Linked DNA regions of Sus scrofa: region 2 is linked to region 1. The links are chromatin contacts, called in public HiChIP or PLAC-seq maps. All regions are on one chromosome and are shown on one strand. Each heading gives the region's core, a stretch centred on a gene start, on an enhancer-like site or on the middle of the called end of the contact. The rest is flanking DNA. Distances are from core to core; before and after follow the strand shown.

Region 1 (2,506 bases), core at 4-2,503:
ATCAAAACAATGCAATAGGAGCGAGGGCCAATGACTGGCCTCCTGAATCATCTATTGTTAGAGCTGTTTCTTGCAGTGCATTAAAAAGGGCCCTCCCAGTAGTTCCCCTTTGTGCAAGAAGCCCATTTGTAACAAGACACTGCTGGCAAGCAAGCTACTGTGCAAAGCTGCTTTGGCTCTTTCTGCCTGCTGCCAGGTAGCTGCTGGTTGGTGTCTGAGCAGGAAGTTTTCTGTGATAGTGTTGATGGTGCTGATTCTGAAGAGGGTGGGGTGTTCTTTGCTGTAGTAGCTTCAGAGACCACTCTCTGCACTACTACCCACACCCTATGCCCACGCTCATGGGAAGGATGAGGTGGAAGCTGAGAGAGAGAAGCATCAGGCAAATTTCTGCAGACCCAGCGATGTTATTTTTCACTTTCTCTGCTACAGGACATCCCACACTTTTTATAAATATTTATAGGACAATTTCCCTCTTGAGAGAGCCCAAGTGTGGGCGATGGCGGGGAGGATGAAGGGAGAGAGGAGGAAAACGGCAGTGCTTGCATTGTATGAGTGAAGTTGGGGGAAAACCCTGATGGCTTGTTTCAGGCCAATCTCCTCATCTGCAAGAGGAAGAGCTGGGCTAGATTAGAGATACTAAAGCAGGGCTCTGTGATTAAGCCAGTAACTCCCTGCAGTTATAAGCAATGTTTCATCATTGTGGAATTTTTTCCAAGGCAAGAGCTAATAAATTTCAACAGTTTCTCAAAGGGTCCGTGATTCACAAAATGTTCATCAGCACCTTTTCAGGCAGGATCATCTTCTAGGCCAACCTAGAGTGAATATCTGGGGTGCTGAGGCTTCTAGCAGCAGCGGAGATCAAGTTCAGGTCACGGGACTAGGCAGGTTGGGGCAGCCACTCAGAATCGTTTTCAGCAGGGTCGGCAGGGGGCTGACTCTCAGCAACCTCATTTCACAGAGGGCAGGCTGAGCTGCGGTCAATTCAAGTGACTCTAAACCTCTGAGTTGGGAGCCGAGTCTGGACCAGAACCCAAGCCTGATATAGAGAGTCCAGGTCCGCACTGCTGAAAAGCACCTTCAATCAGGCCGTCGTTTCGGAAGGGCAAGACATTTGTGACCACAGCGCCAGGAGCTCAGCTGGCTATTTCTAGCTTGCTGAATGTCAAAAATCCAGGCCGCTTCTCACAGCAGCCTCCACTTGTCAGACCAAATCAAGGCATCGGAGCGTCAAGCAGGCGAATCAGCTGCCTTCAGCTCCAGCCTTGCTGCGCCCGCCTGCGCGGTGCACCTGACCTGGTCCTTGCGCAGCCCTGCCCCCACGCCCACCTATACCCCCTGGTCCAGCCTGTGCGGACTCGAGGGTTTTCTTAGCGAGGACCCACTGGCTTGGCAGTCTGCTAGGACCCAGTGTGACGCCAGGAGATGTTCTCCTATGGCTTTTGACCCCAACATCAGACTGGGCAAGACACTCTGCCTTCTCTCTGGTTTTATTTTATTTTATTTTGACTCTTCCACTTTCACTTGCATCTCTTTCTCAATGCGACTCCCACCTCCCACTCCAGTTCTTTTCTAAATCCAAATCAATGAGCTGGTTTGTGTCTGCAGAGTCCAGTTTCACAGCCACACAAGCAAACACCAGTCCTGTGTGTCTGCTGTCGTTTTCCTTTCATGGAAATATTAGAACAATTGTGGGGTTAGGCTTTGGACACCGCTGGCTGACTTGACCCTCAGGGAGCTGACAGCCTCCTGGGGGAGAGAATGTGATATTTAAAATTGTGATTTGAAGGTTTCAGAGGCGGCAGTGAGCAGGGTAGGAAGAGAGAACAGGCAATAGGGTGAGACTTGAAAGAAGGCAGGGTGGCCATTCGTGTGAAGACATGGGAGCCAGTGCCACCTGATAAGCTAAGGAGGAGCCGAGAAAGGAACATGGGTCAGAGAAAAGTGGGTAGACTTTATCCTGCCCATGCAGGCCTTTTGGAGGGTATTTTGCTGTTGTTTTGCTTTGCTTTGGATGGTTTTAACCACGGCAGTCACTGGTCAGATATGTTTTCTTAGGTGGAGCTGGAAGCGGGACTCCTCTAAGTCTGATCACAGGGGTTGCAGCATCATGGAAGCCATGTTCCTCCACTTGAGGCTCAAATAACCCATTTTCTTTTGCTCACCCCATGCCGGCCCTGCTGCTTTATTCCTCTCCTTAGCACCACTCTGACTGGTTTGGCCTTCTGCATCTTGCTGGCCCTTACCTAACCTTTAGGTAAGGTGCTAGGTTGACTGTACTTCTAATCACCACCCTATTTTCAACACTCATTGACTCAATAAATGTAAGTGGCTGCTCTGTGCCAGGTGCTATGCTCTTCATTGGGGGTATACAGAAGAGAAGATTCACATGTTTCCTGACCCCAAAGAGCTTAGAATTTGTCCAATGTTTCCCAAATTTGCTCATTCATCAGCGTCAACTGTAAAGGTTTTTTTTTTTTTTTTTTTTTTTTTTTTTTTTTTTTTTTTT
Region 2 (2,506 bases), core at 3-2,502, 170 kb before region 1:
GTGGCTCAGTGGGTTAAAAAACAGTCTCCTTGAGATAAAGGTTTGATCCCTGGCCTCGCTCAGTGGGTTAAGGATCTGGCTTTGCCACGAGCTGCGGCAAAGGCTGCTGAGATGGATCATATCAGGTATGATGTGGTGTAGGCCTGCAGTTATAGCTCTGATTTGATCCCTAGCCCAGGAACTTCCATATGCTGCAGGTATGACCATTAAAAAATAAATAAATAAAATAAAAACTAATTACTCAGAGTTCCCATCATGGCTCAGCGGTAACAAACCCAACTAGTATCCATGAGGATGCAGATTCAATTCCTGGCCTTACTCAATGGGTTAAGGATCTGGCAGTGCTGTGAGCTGTGGTGTAGGTCGCAGATGCGGCTCAGATCCTGTGTTGCTATGGCTGGTGTAGGCCGGCAGCTATAGCTCCGATTAGACCCCTAGCCCGGGAACTTCCATATGTCATGGATGCCACCCTAAAAAGACAAAAAAATAAAAAAAATAAAAACTAATTCCTCAAAAAAGGAAGGGCATCTCTCTTCTATCATACACTGACATAAACACTGGCAGTAAATGCCATAAAATACTTCTTGGCTCTTCTATCTTCATTTTTCTTAACTCTAACCCCAGCGGTCAAACAGTCACTGTGTGTAATAGGTGCTCAACACTCTTTTAATCCTTACAAGCATGACCCTTTTTTAACAGATAAGGACCATGAGATTTACAACAGTGCCTAAGATCCAGGTCACACTGTTACCAGGACTGCAAGCCAGCATGGAATCAAGGATTATGTGATACAAAGCCAGTGCCCTCTCACATTCCTTGTACAGTGGGGCAGAGGCTTCTTATCTACTTTATAGTTAGCACTAAGGACTTAAAGTTGTTTTCCTCATATAATCTTCAAGTTGAAGATGATACTAATACACGCATTATACTTTATCTAAAGTAGAGATTATTAAAGATGAAGAAAATGATGCACAAAGAAAAGAAGTAATGTGTCTAAGGTCACCCGGATATAGGCAGTCAGGATTTAGCAGTCTAGCTACAGAACATATGCTTTCAGCCATGGTCATACAGCCTTAAAGCAAAAAATGGTACAAGCAAGCAAATAATTGCAAAAGCAGAAAAAAGGCCATGACAGACTTACATACATGAAACAGTAATTTCTTAAAGAAACAAGGAAAGCTCTACAAATAGATGCAGTAGGTAGCTCTTGGAAGCTAAGTATGTGTTTGGAGTTGAGGATAGCATCATTGCACTAAGACAGCAGAACAGCATGTGGAGCTCTCAGGCTATAGGCGACCACAGCAGAAGGGGGTCTTTTCCTCCTCCCAATTAATTTGGAGAAGTCAGAAGAGGCCAGATCATAAGTATCTTTGCTTGCTATGCTAAGAAGTTTAGATTTTATTGCCTGGGCCTGTTTTTTTCCCCCAGCTTTTCAAAATGCATGTCTTATTTTGATAAATAAAAATGTGCTATCCTTCTAATATATTTATAAACAAAAAAGGTTTTTTTTTTGTTTGTTTTTTTTTTTTTTTGGTATGTGAAGATGAAGGAGGGAAGCAGCTGAGGCATTTTCAACAGGAGTATGACATGATCTAATTTTCACATTAGGAAGTCCACTTCTTGGAAACCTGGATGAGATTAAAAGGGCACAAATCTGCTGGCAGAGATGCAGTTCATGCCAAATGTAATAATAAGCTGAAGAACTCAAAGGCAGGCAGACAAGAGTGGAAGGAGGAAATGGATCAAGAGATACATGCAAATGGTAATCTATTAAAATTTAGAGACCAACTGAGTGTAGATAATGAAAGCAAAAGAAAAGTTAAGAATGACTTAATTTTTGCTGGAGTCATGTGTATACTGTGGTATATCAATCATGATATTCATTATAAGAGGAAAAGCAGTTTTTGAAATTGTTTTGGGGTAGGAGTGGTTCAGTTTAGTTTCAGAAATTTTTAGTTTATAATATAGAAGAACATACCTCCAGATAAAAATATCAAATTGGCAATGAAATGGAAATAGTTATAAATAGAAATACGGGAAGTCGCAACAGAAACCGTGGCCAAAAATGAAACTGCTCAGGAAACTATGTAGGGTGAGGAGACGACCAAAAACTTTCCTTTCTAGTCCACAATCAAAAGTAATCTATCCCCTTTGCAAATGAAGCAATCAACAAGGGATTAATCTCCAAAATATACCAATATCTCATACAGCTTTACATTAAAAAATTTTTTTAAATAGGCTCATTTTGCTAGATTGGGCTGTTTAGCGCCTGTTACTGCAAAGGTGACTCACTTCATCCCATTTTTTTGATACTTTTATACTGGGAGGAGATCTTCATATTCTTCTAAGCTCTTTTACCTAAAAACTTAAAGCCTGGACTTTTCCTACAATTTAGCTCTTTGTTTTTGTTTTTTTTCTTTTTTTCTTTTCCCTCTTCAACTCAGCATGAGTGTGGATCCAGCTTGTCCCCAAAGCATCCAATTCTAGGGAATCTTCACCAATGCCT

What was found. HiChIP or PLAC-seq counts read pairs in DNA pulled down with a chosen protein or histone mark.
Region 2: an H3K27ac HiChIP or PLAC-seq map of skeletal muscle shows a contact between it and region 1. The contact joins two enhancer-like sites. A contact is called at or near these places in 2 of 2 datasets of contacts at active chromatin or transcription factors (alveolar macrophages and skeletal muscle).

What each region holds. Positions count from the first base shown.
Region 1 is chr1:190,491,473-190,493,978 of Sscrofa11.1, reverse strand. No RefSeq gene overlaps it. Among named protein-coding and RNA genes, the nearest start is that of HIF1A, 130 kb to the left of the region's middle. Within about 2 kb of position 1,253, at least 19 of the 83 cell types and tissues checked have an H3K27ac peak or open chromatin away from gene starts, as enhancers often do. A contact at or near this core is called in alveolar macrophages and skeletal muscle, where this site is marked.
Region 2 is chr1:190,656,892-190,659,397 of Sscrofa11.1, reverse strand. All of the region lies in intron 6 of HIF1A (hypoxia inducible factor 1, alpha subunit (basic helix-loop-helix transcription factor)), which reads right to left. It also overlaps the pseudogene LOC106507611. Among named protein-coding and RNA genes, the nearest start is that of SNAPC1, 20 kb to the left of the region's middle. Within about 2 kb of position 1,252, at least 9 of the 83 cell types and tissues checked have an H3K27ac peak or open chromatin away from gene starts, as enhancers often do. A contact at or near this core is called in alveolar macrophages and skeletal muscle, where this site is marked.